Regions from separate parts of the Mus musculus genome. Here all the other regions are linked to region 1. A link is a contact called in public HiChIP or PLAC-seq and promoter capture Hi-C data. All regions are on one chromosome and are shown on one strand. The core of a region is the stretch at or near the end of the contact, and the rest is flanking DNA. Distances in the headings are between cores, read along the strand shown.

The links. Promoter capture Hi-C pulls out the DNA fragments that hold promoters and counts their contacts. HiChIP or PLAC-seq counts read pairs in DNA pulled down with a chosen protein or histone mark.
Region 2: an H3K4me3 HiChIP or PLAC-seq map of neural tube shows a contact between it and region 1, with 4 times the contacts expected there. The contact joins the enhancer-like site here to the promoter of Glra1 in region 1. A contact is called at or near these places in 1 of 39 promoter capture datasets (hippocampal neurons), 1 of 484 Hi-C or Micro-C datasets (embryonic stem cells), 5 of 115 datasets of contacts at active chromatin or transcription factors (differentiating embryonic stem cells, embryonic hindbrain, embryonic stem cells and 2 more) and 1 of 9 other capture datasets (embryonic stem cells).
Region 3: a contact with region 1 is called in an H3K27ac HiChIP or PLAC-seq map of embryonic stem cells, with 6 times the contacts expected there. The contact joins the enhancer-like site here to the promoter of Glra1 in region 1. A contact is called at or near these places in 4 of 39 promoter capture datasets (cranial neural crest, embryonic stem cells and epiblast stem cells), 8 of 115 datasets of contacts at active chromatin or transcription factors (VIP interneurons, differentiating embryonic stem cells, embryonic hindbrain and 2 more) and 1 of 9 other capture datasets (embryonic stem cells).
Region 4: a contact with region 1 is called in a promoter capture Hi-C map of second pharyngeal arch cranial neural crest. The contact joins the enhancer-like site here to the promoter of Glra1 in region 1. A contact is called at or near these places in 5 of 39 promoter capture datasets (the 3T3-L1 cell line, cranial neural crest, embryonic stem cells and 2 more), 1 of 484 Hi-C or Micro-C datasets (embryonic stem cells), 1 of 115 datasets of contacts at active chromatin or transcription factors (neural tube) and 2 of 9 other capture datasets (embryonic stem cells and pancreatic islet).

The regions. Positions count from the first base shown.
Region 1 is chr11:55,606,927-55,609,626 of GRCm38.p6, forward strand. It overlaps Glra1 (glycine receptor, alpha 1 subunit), which reads right to left and starts at 1,272. Exons shown (of 9, transcript NM_020492.4): 1 at 752-1,272. The coding sequence starts at 807.
Region 2 is chr11:55,879,112-55,881,811 of GRCm38.p6, forward strand. The region is part of intron 1 of LOC105244170 (a long non-coding RNA gene); the gene reads left to right. Among named protein-coding and RNA genes, the nearest start is that of Nmur2, 160 kb to the right of the region's middle. Within about 2 kb of position 1,395, at least 2 of the 459 cell types and tissues checked have an H3K27ac peak or open chromatin away from gene starts, as enhancers often do. A contact at or near this core is called in neural tube, where this site is marked.
Region 3 is chr11:55,957,251-55,959,950 of GRCm38.p6, forward strand. The region is part of intron 2 of LOC105244170 (a long non-coding RNA gene); the gene reads left to right. Among named protein-coding and RNA genes, the nearest start is that of Nmur2, 82 kb to the right of the region's middle. Within about 2 kb of position 1,386, at least 17 of the 459 cell types and tissues checked have an H3K27ac peak or open chromatin away from gene starts, as enhancers often do. A contact at or near this core is called in VIP interneurons and embryonic stem cells, where this site is marked.
Region 4 is chr11:56,083,979-56,086,678 of GRCm38.p6, forward strand. The region is part of intron 7 of LOC115485826 (a long non-coding RNA gene); the gene reads left to right. Among named protein-coding and RNA genes, the nearest start is that of Gm46260, 35 kb to the right of the region's middle. Within about 2 kb of position 1,398, at least 3 of the 459 cell types and tissues checked have an H3K27ac peak or open chromatin away from gene starts, as enhancers often do. A contact at or near this core is called in second pharyngeal arch cranial neural crest, where this site is marked.

The DNA.
Region 1 (2,700 bases), core at 22-2,521:
CTAGTTATGGCAGCAGATATAGGCATCCATTCATAAAGAAGAACTGCCCTTTGGAGTAGCGGAGGGTCTGTTGTAACAGAGTTTGGAAAGAAGCGTGTATCAGGGAGGAGGGAGTCAAAGTTATAAAAGGAAAATATTTTCTAGCATCTATTATTAAATAGGCCTGATCTGCATTTAAGTTAGGGCTTTGTAAGCTGCGGTCATAACTGCGTTTTTTCCCAGCTCCAAACTACAGAAACCCCTGACCCCGAAGCAAAACAACAAAAAGAGAGACAGAATGCTGTTTTGTGCCCAGCCAGTCCAACTGCAACCTTCCGCGTCACCGCTAGTTGTCACTTCGCTCCCAGACGGGAGACCCGGGGTTTCCAGCACTGCGGTTTGAGAGAATGCGGTCCCAATTAAACTAAAAAACTCACAAAGCTTCCCCTTAAGTCCTCAGTCGAGTGAAGGGTAACGAGCAGAGGGGCTAGGGGGCTGGGGCCCCAATTTTGCGGGGAGTGCAGTAAGCAGACAGACTGCAAAGAACAGGCAAACCGCTGCCGGAGCAACCAGGAGCAGCCACTGTCTGGGACCTACACGCACCAGCCAGACACCCTGCGGGTGGGGGGTGGGGGAAGGAGAGGGATGGAAGGGCCTTCAGCACACAGCACCCCCTCCCCAATTGATGAAGCCGCGGCAGAGTCAGCCTCCCTACTCCTCCTGAACCCCTATTGCACCATAAGGATAGTGGTCAGTATAGAAAATCGCGTACCTGAAGAATACAATGGTCTCCCAAAGGTAGAATCGCAGAGTATTGAAGCTGTACATCTTCCAGATTCTAGTGCTGTAAAGTCCACGAGTTATGGGGGTGCAAAAATGTTTTCGATGGGCACTTACGAAGCCAGAGAGCGCCACTGGGGATAATAATCCAGATGTTTAAGGGGGCAGGGAGTAGAGGGACGAGGTGTCAGAGCCGGGGGAGAATTGCAGCCAGGCAGCTAAGGTACCGCGGACAGCGGCAGTCGTGCAGGTTCAGCACCACGGAGAGCGTCCAGCCCGGCTGCGGGCGGGAAGAGCGCGGCTGAAGCTCTACTCGCTGGAGGCTCCCTGCGGCGCTGGGAGGCACGTTTGGGGGTGGGTATATTTTCTTCTTTTCTTTCTTTCTTTACTCTTCTTCTTCTTTATTTTTACCCTTATTTTCCTGTCGAGATGGCCAGCTCCATGAAAGGAAGAAATCCGTGGGGATCAGAGCCCTGGCCTCAGACCCTTAGACCCGGCTGGCATCTTCTTTCTGGCCCTGGGCTGGCCCGAGGGGTTTTAGGGGTTGGGGGGGGGGGTGGAGCAGGTGACGGTGCTGGCTTCAGTTAGATGTCGGAGAGTGTGCCAGGCTGGCGCATCGCGACCGAGTCCCGGAATCTCGTTCCCCTGCCTCCGTTCCTGTCTGCTGCCGCCTTGCAGTCCGTGTTCTCTGGTCCCCGACGAATAAGTTGGGATCGCTGCAAGAAAGGTGTCCCATTGCTTGGGGCTGCAGGAGCAAGAGAGCCCACCACAACTTTCAGGGGCTGCTGGGGTCCATGGCTTCCCAGCAGGGCTCAAGAACCCAAGCTTTCACAGGCATCTCCAATTTCTAAGCTCGCCCATCTTCTTCTGGCCAGACTCCCTCAGATCTTCAGACTTTCTTACTGCATTAATTTAACAAACTGGCGGCGTAGAGGATGGTGGGGGCGAGGACCGACGGGAGGGGGTGGAGAGGGGAAAATGGGGGGAAAAACTCCTTAGAAGCTTCAAACCCTCCCACTCGGAGTGTTCATTGGCCCGCAGCTGCGAAAACCATATCTTCTCTCCAGGTTCGGCCAATTGCACGTTAGGCTCTGGCTTGAGTTTAACCCTTGGAGTGCTGGCAGAGACCAGCCTCATGCACTTCCCAGGCCTCAGGGTCTTTTCAGGTCTTCTGTCGCTCCAGAGAGGTCATGGAATTTATCTTTTAAGTCTTTCAAAATCCTTACCATGATTTTTTAAAAAATAGCTGTATGTAAGTAAAACACCATGAGCCTCAGTCCAGATGTGCTCAGGCAGACTCAGTTTATCATTTTTTTCATTAATTCGTTTATTCATTTTACATCCCAATTGCAGCCCCTCTTCTTCCTCTCCTCCAAGTCCCACTCTCACACCCCCTCCTCAGAGAAAGGAATGCCCCTTGTGGGTACCAGCTGGCCCTGACCTATCAAGTCACAGCAGGACTAAGAGCATCCTCTCCTACTGAGGCCAGATAAGGCAGCCCAGTTAGGGGAAGGCAGGGAATGGAGTCAGAGACAGTTCCTGCTGCTCCAATTGTTCAGGGATCCACATGGAACCAAGCTTCACATCTGCTACATGTGTTGAGGGCCTAGGACCAGCCCATGCATGCTCTTTGGTTGGTGGTTCAGTCTTTGTGAACCTCCACAGGCCCAGGTGAGTTGACTCTCTAGGTTTTCTTGTGGTGTCCTTGACTCCTCTGGCTCCCTCAAAATTTCCTTATAGTCTTCCACAGGACTTCCCAAGCTCTGCCTAATGTTTGACCGTGGAGAGCTGCTGCACCTGTTTCCATTTTAAAAGGGTCAATGGAACAAGGTCCCTCAATTTTGTTGAAGCACTGAAGGTATAATATTTGAGCCCAGAAGACTTAAAAAAAAAAAAAAAGGTCTGGTAGATAGAGTAAGTCTCTTTCCAGGATTACTGTGG
Region 2 (2,700 bases), core at 145-2,644, 270 kb after region 1:
CAGTATGGATCTGAGGCTGAGCTTGAAGTCCTGATCTTCCTGCCTCTACCTCCTAAGTGCTCAAATTACAGGCCCGTGAGCACCTGGATTCATTTTTCAATTCATTAAGTGACCAAAAGATTTTAATTTAAAACTTCAATTAAATTTCATTCCCAAACTTATTTCAATACAAATGAACTGACTTGTAAAAACATTCTATGAATAATATTCAGTATTATTCTGTGAACAAAGATGCAGATTACCAGCAAGAGTACATAGACAGGACAACAGGGAATAAATGAAATGGAAGAATTAATGCTACAAGGACTTGTCTAATGCTCTTGTCCGAGGCGTGTAGCAATTGCCCTTCTGTGACTTTAAAGAAACCTTGATTAGTCTTCCACCACTAAAATTAGCTGTGTGACCTTGAGCTAGATGCATCCCATCTCTGAGTTTCAAAGACTCAAAAAAAAATGAAAAAGAAAGGGAAATAAAATATTTCTTTGCAAAGTTCCTATGAAAGTTAATGAATAAAAATTACAGGTACTTGGCATAGTATGTGATGCTTGTTGTATATTAAAGAGATGGCTTCTCTCAGGAAAATGTGCTGCTGGCTCTCCCCTCCATCCCTCCTTCTTTCCCTCCCTCCCCCCTCTCTATATGTGTTTGTGTGTGTAGTGTGCATGGGCATGTGAACACACACACAGATATGAGTGAAAGGATATGTGTGTGGAAATCAGAGCCCAGCCTTGAGTGTTATGAAGATTTCTTTATTTTTGAGATAGTGTCTCTCGCTGAATCTCACACTCCTGCCATTATGCTAGACTGTCCCCTGAGCCCCGGGGACCCACATGCCTCTCCTTTCATAGTAGGTGTGCCACGAAGCCTAGCTTCTATGTTAGTTCTGGGAATTAAAGTCAAGTCCTTGAACTTATAGGGCAAGCATTTATTGAGTGAGGCTTCTTCCCGGCCCACAAATGTGCTTTTGATAATTATGAATACAGAAAGGAAATGGGATAAAGGATGACACACACATTAAACTCTCAATTTTAGCCTCCCGTTTTATTGTTTCCGGTGCCGGCCAGGTAGTTGTCACAGCTGGCTAAGTGCATCCTTGCTCGGAGACATCTGCTCTCACTTAGGGAAAAGGTAAGCTGTAATCCTTGAGGCTGCTTTATTACCAGAGGAGAGACTTCACGTTTCCTTGATGTAAAAGCAGCCTTCTGGGCATGCTGGCAGAGGATTCATTTGTTATTCTTCCGTAGGAGGCCTTGGCTGCTGGGTTGTTTCAGACCAAACAAAAACATCCCTTTAAAAAATGAGCTGTTGTTTGGAGAAACTCAAGATGTAACCCTAGGGTTCAGCCCTGAGAGAAAATCTCCATTAAGCTTTCTAGGCTTCACCCTCATGGGCCACCGTATGCTGACCGGATTCTTAAATGTTGCTGTTGAGATGCTGTTTGTCTTGATCGGAGAGTTTCTTGATTTTCACTTCAGTCTTGCACTGGAAGTAGGTTCCCCCATCACACACTCTTTCACAGTGACTGGCCACACCCCCACCATGGAGAAGGCAGGTTGTAATTTTTGTTATTGCAAAGTAAGGCCTTGTGGTAGGCCTAAAGGACATAAGAGAAAGACATCGTTCTTAGTATAAACAATGAAATATCTGGCCTTTAGGAGAATAAATAGAAATATGCAGCTGCCAGGAGTTGGGGGGGTGGGGGAGAGCCTCTAGAAAGTTCCAGAGACCTGAGATGTAAGAGGCTCCCAGGACTCAATGGGGGTGATCTTAGCCAAAATGCCCAACAGTAGAGAGATGAAACCTGAAGAGACTACTTCCAGTAGATAGACAGAGCCCCCCAGTGGAGGCCTACCTTCAAAAATTTTGACCCAGAATTGTTCTGTCTAAAAGAAATACAGGGACAAAAATGGAGCAGAGACTGAAGGAAAGGCTGTCTAGTGATAGGCCCAACTTTGGATCCATGCCACAGGCGGGCACCAAACCCTGATTGCTATGTTGTACTTGCAGACAGGAACCTAGCATGGCTGTCCTCTGAGAGGCTCTATCAGCAGTTGACAGATGCAGATATTTACAGCCAACCATTGCACTAAGGTTGGGGGCCCCTATGGAAGAGTTAGGGGAGGGACTAAAGGAGCTGAAGGGGATGGCAACCCCATAGAAAGACCAACAGTGTCAACTAACCTGGTCCCCTTAGGAACTCTCAGAGACTAAGCCACCAACCAAAAAGCATACAGGGGCTGGTCTGAGGCCCCTTGGCACATAGGTAGCAGAGGACTGCCTTGTCTAGCCTCAGTGGGAGAGGATGTGCCTAATTCTGTAGAGACTTGATGCCCTAGGGAAGGGGGATGCCCCTGGGAGGGCACCTTCTCAGAGGTAAAAAGGAGGGGAGATGGAGTGAAGAACTTTGGGAGAGGGCAACATTTGGGATGTAAATAAATAAAATAATCAATTAAAAAAATACCTGGCCTTTTGTGGTGCTAATTTTCATTCCATTGTGACTGTTTCAAGAGGGAAAGAGGAGGGCTGGGGCCTTATGCATCAAGTGGAAGTAAGCCTTCGCTAATTAAGTCCAGTCTCTTATCCTTTCATTCAGCTGCTAACACAAAACTCTAACTCTTACCTCACAGAAGCTAAGAGTTAGGTTTATTTGTTTATTTGTTTTTAGTTTTTCTTTTTGTTCTTTTGAGTTCTTTTTTTCTT
Region 3 (2,700 bases), core at 136-2,635, 350 kb after region 1:
TTTATGGGGGGATTCTTATTTAAACCACCACACCAGGGAAAGTGTGTGGCTTGGTCTGAACTATGGAGCTCTGGGGTCAGGTAGCCTGTATCTGAACCCCATCTCACTATTTACTTACTATGTTGAAAAGCATTTATCTGACCCACCCCCAGTCTTGATTTTCATGTCTATAATGGGAATTAAAAGACCTCTTAAGGGAAGAGTGAAGTTCTGAATTACACTCTGTAAAGAGACTGACATTCTGAAGGTCATGGGTGGTTGGTGACTATTGTCTCTGAGCTCTCCCGTCTCCACTATTATTGTTATACAAAGAAGACACTGGGCAAGTGTGATCACTAATACTGATCAGCAACTCAATGAGACCTAGATTCACCCAGAAGACAAAGCTCTGGGCATGTCCATGAGGGAGCTTCTATATTGTTATCAGTTGAAATGGGAAGACTAGCCCTAACTGTAGGCAGTGCCATTCCGTGGCTTGTGTTCTGGGCTAAATTAAAAGAATAGAGGACTGGAGAGGTGGGCTACAGGCTAAGAGCACGTAGTGCTCTTCCAGAGGAGTAGAGTTTGATTCCCAGCGCTTGTGTCAGGCAGCTTATAACCACCTCTAGGGATTCCAGTGTCCTCTTTGACCTTCTCCTGTACTGCACAGGTGTGTGTGTTTGTGTGTGTGTGTGGGTGCATGCACACAAATTAAAATGCATTTTTTAATGGAGGATATGAGTTAACCACCACCACTCATGTCTCTCTTCCTCCTGACTTGACACAAGGACACCAGCTGTCTCATATGACTTCCTGCTGTCCTGCCTTCTGCTCTGAGATGGACTGTACCCTCAAGCAGTGAGCAAAATAAAATGCTTCCTTTCTTAAGCTGCATTTGTCAGGTATTTTGTTGCAACAGAGAGGAAAGTAACTAATACAGCATGGTAGGGTAGAGAGCAAGGCAAAGGGGGAACGGCTTTATGTTGTAGGAGTGTTGTGAATTGTTCTGATGGTCACAGACCATACCATGAGATCTTTGCATCTTCTTACCATCCACTGCCTTCCTCATTCCCTGCTGTTTTTCTGGTAACAAAACAAACTTTGTGTCCACATTTGACAGACACGTGGCTTGAGCTGCAGATGGAGGGAGAGCTAGAAGTGAGTCAGGAGAAAGTCCACATCCATTTTGAACCTGCAGCTTTCTGCAGCCAGTGCTGTGGTCAGTGCTGTAGGAACTGGTCACCCTATCTGGAGCAAAACAGAGTTAGTTTTTGTCACGCCAGGAGACTGTTACCATGGGGACAACAAATTGTCCTGGGGAAGGGGCCAAAATGCCCTTAATTCCTCTCTGTGCTGGCATAGCATGAGTGACCATGATTAGCATATCCATTAGGAGACCTAGGTACCACTGTTGCCTAGATACCAGTGCTGCCTAGGTACAAATTCTGGCTTTACCTTTGATCTAGCCTTGTTATGAAGCCTCAGGAAGACAACAGGATACCATTCTCATTTTTTTTTAAAAGAACCTCACCCTTTCTCCTCTCTTCTTCCTCATTTCCTTTTCCTTCTTTTCTTCTTTTCCCTCTTTCTCCTTCTTTTCTTCCATCTAGAATTCTTTACTGAACCAGTATACTAGACTCCAGGGTCAAAATTACAGTGGTTAATGCTTGTATTTTATGTTTTCACCCCCATGGGATTTGTATTAATAATTCATGGGAAAATAAAAAAACAACATATAAGCAAAATCATTCAAATGGTACTAAATGTTAAGAAATTAAAAAAAAAAAAAAGTAAGTATGAGATACAGTAGGAGGAAACCTAACTTAGGTGTTAATGGCGAGAAAGTGAGTAAGTCTTCAAGTTTGAAATGTGGCGAAGAGCCAAGGTCTATTTTGCAGGCAGATATTGAAGTACACTGATGTTTTGGCTTAGGGGAGGATGTGAGTAGGAGCACTGAAAGAATGTGACAGTTTAGATCTGGCTGGGGTGTGAGAGTAGCTAGTATCACCTTAGACACGGCGGGTCATACAGAAAGGGGTAGAGTTACATTGAGGGACTCTGAAGTCAGCAGGAATCTCATACGCAACTCTTCCTATGAACTTAATGAGTTGGCCATAAGTGTTCCCTGTCTGAGGCCAAGTTTCCCAGTTATTAGTATCGATGATTGGATTAGAAGCACCTGTGCTTGCCTATACCTTTATAGCCCATGATCTTGTTTAGTTTTGTTTTTTGAGTCGGGGTCTCTTATAGCCCATGATGACTTGAATTCGTTATATAGCCAAGGATAAGCATTAATTGATTTTCTTCCTGTTTCTACCTCCTGGAGATTACAGGCATGGGCCATCACTCCTGGTGACAGGCCAGGATTCTAAAAAAAAAAAAAAAAAAAAAAAAAAAAAAAACAGGCTTATTTGCTATTCTTGAGCCTCTCTATAGTTGTTAATATATTTTTTTCTTGGAAATATGTTAATAACAATAATTTGGAGATCTCTACCCCCTCTTACAAGCCAGTGACCTCCTTTTAAGTACAAGCTACTTTAATGGGAGCTAATGGTGCTTTAGATGTATTTGCATGGGAACTTTCTCCAGCTCTGCTAGAGTTGGGTGAGTCCTCCACAGAGTTATAAACAAAAAACTTGGGCTCTGGCAGGTTCTTTGAAGTATTTCCATGTTTCTGGGCTTTTTGCTCGACTCCCACATGTAGGGATATTAGCTCACTGG
Region 4 (2,700 bases), core at 148-2,647, 480 kb after region 1:
GATGACTATTGGGAATCAACAGCTCACACAGTCAGAGAGATCGTTAGAAAACTAAACTGAGCTGATGGAATGAGATGGTAGAGCCTGAGTGCTCGGGCAATGAGCTATTCCTGCAGACCAGTATGCTACTGTGTCTAAGGAGGCTGGTGTTTCTATTCTACCTGCATTGTGGCTGGCAGGTGAACAGAAGTCTGTGCAACTTGGAACTCACTCATCTTGGAAAACTGAAAGACACCATGCATTGTTGGGCTAGAAGAGACATAGGGAGGGCTTCCTGGTCTGCCTGTGTGTGTGTCTGTGTAGAGATTATTAAAATTTTTGCAATTGACTTTCCTGTTGTGAACTTCCACCCTGGCTACTTGTTAGCATGGGGAAAGACGCTCAACAAAGATATTTGGGGAAATAGGCAAAGAGGAACCTGCTGCTGATATGCTGAGACTGTATGGGTGAAAAGACTTGGAATCAAGCTTTATTAGCAAACAGGCTTCTTTAAGGAATCATCCCGTCCTAAATTCCTTCCTCGGCAGAGCACAGGATAAACCGTCCCCATTCTCTTTTGGCGTGTATCCCTAGAGTTGCTATTCCTGGAGAAGTAAGTCTCCGAAGCCATTGTTCTTTGGGGGGGCAGACACTCACAGTTTGTCCCAAACTATAGGAGGAGGAATCCAGTTGAGCTTATTTACTGCACTCTATAACACACTATACGGAGTGTGCACCTGTATTGTTAGATGAAGATACCAACATTGTTATGCTATCCTAATAAAAATACAAGCCAACAATGGGTTCCCTGACATCGACTGAGGAGATAACCATTTCCCAAACCCCGTGTTATTTATTTAAGGGGAAAATGAGTAGAAAGTCAGAAACTCAAAGGGATGGAAATGTCTACTTGGTGATAGTCACTACTAACACTAGTTAGTGTAAAGAATATTTAACTGTCAAGTAGGGCGCTTCCTAAACTGATGCTTCTCTTCCACCCTCAAGAAAAGAGACAGACCATTCATAAAAGTCAATATGCAAATTAAGAGTTTTTGCAAGTGTGCGGGATAGAGTCGTTCAGTGGCCTAGCCTAATGCCCAGCAGAGGAAGATGACAGCTCAGGCTGTGATCTACTCGGCCCTTATGATGCTCAAGCTATTTGCCTCTCAGAAACTGTACCCGGGAAGAAAACGAAGCTAGGGAGAACACAAGAGTGTTAAAGGCTTCACAACCTGGAGTTTAAAAACTATAAAGATTAAAAGCAGATTAGATGAGGTTTAAAGCCAGGCATCAGCACAGCTCTGACTTCTTTTGTTCTTTAAATTGCTTCCAGTAGCAATTTCTCCTGTGCTCGGAACAGAGTGACGCAGGCACATTCTAATCAAAACTCTTACTTACAGAGAGACCTACTGTAGCCATGCCTCCCACATCTGTGGATGGAGAGGTAGAGTAGAGAGGCTGCAGAGACAGCAGCTGCTTATGAGATCTGTGCAAGCCCAGCTCAGGATGGATGGGAAGTGATCCACGGAGCTCCTGGCTCACAAAGAGATCTCCCCTAAATGACAGGACAGTAAGGACTGTTCTCAGTGGGGCAGAAAGCCTGCTCTGAGCTTTGAAGGTGGTCTCAGCTAGTCACTGAGTTCCTGTTCTAAGGATTGCATGACATTCTTAAGTGAAGAAAATGAGAGAGTCACTATGGAGAGAAAGAGCCCGAGCTCGGCCATTGACTCCTGGTGCCCGAGGGAAACAGCTCATTTCCTATTTATTCGCAAAGGTCTCGGCGCTATGCCCCTGCTTCTGTTCCTGTAAGAGTCCAGGTCTCAAACGAGTATATTTTCCTTTCCTTCTCTCCTTTATTGCCTTAAAATTCTATGTCACCCTGATTCTCAGAATGGGTGCTGAAAAGTGCTACTCTCCAGGCCGGCCCCTTTGGAGTGGAGCACTAACATTTTGAGATTTTTCCCAGTTGCTCACTTTTTTCATCTTAACAGTTTTCCTCTCAGATGGAAATATTTTAATTTGGGAGGAAATTCTATGCAACAATCTCAGACAATTTTCACTTTCAATCTCTAGAGGCTGAATCTTGAGTACCCTCCCTCCCTCCAGACAGGGCTGAAGTGACAGATATAGATACACATATGGATATATGGATTGCAATCATGGTAGAGATGATTCTTGTGGGATTGGATATTGTCTTAGTCAGGGTTTCTATTCCTGCACAAACAACATGACCAAGCAGCAAGTTGGGGAGGAAAGGGTTTATTCGGCTTACACTTCCATACTGCTGTTTATCACTGAAAGAAGTCAGGACAGGGACTCAAGCAGGTCAGGAAGCAGGAGCTGATGCAGAGGCCATGGAGGGATGTTCCTTACGGGCTTGCTTCCCCTGACTTGCACAGCTTGCTTTCTTATAGAACCCAAGACTATCAGCCCAGGCATGGTACCATCCACAAGGGGCCCTCCCCCGCTTGATCACTAATTGAAAAAAGCCTTACAGCTGGATCTCATGGAGGCATTTCCTCAACTGAAGCTCCATTCTCTGTGATAACACCAGCTTGTGCCAAGTTGACACACAAAACCAGCCAGTACAGATATAGAGTAGGCTCTTGGATACATTGGTTACACATCCTGAAAGGGGCTTGCACTAAAGTCATGGGTATATCACTGAGGAATAATACCCCCCTCCCCAATGCTGTGTTTAGTTAGAAAGATTACTGTGTC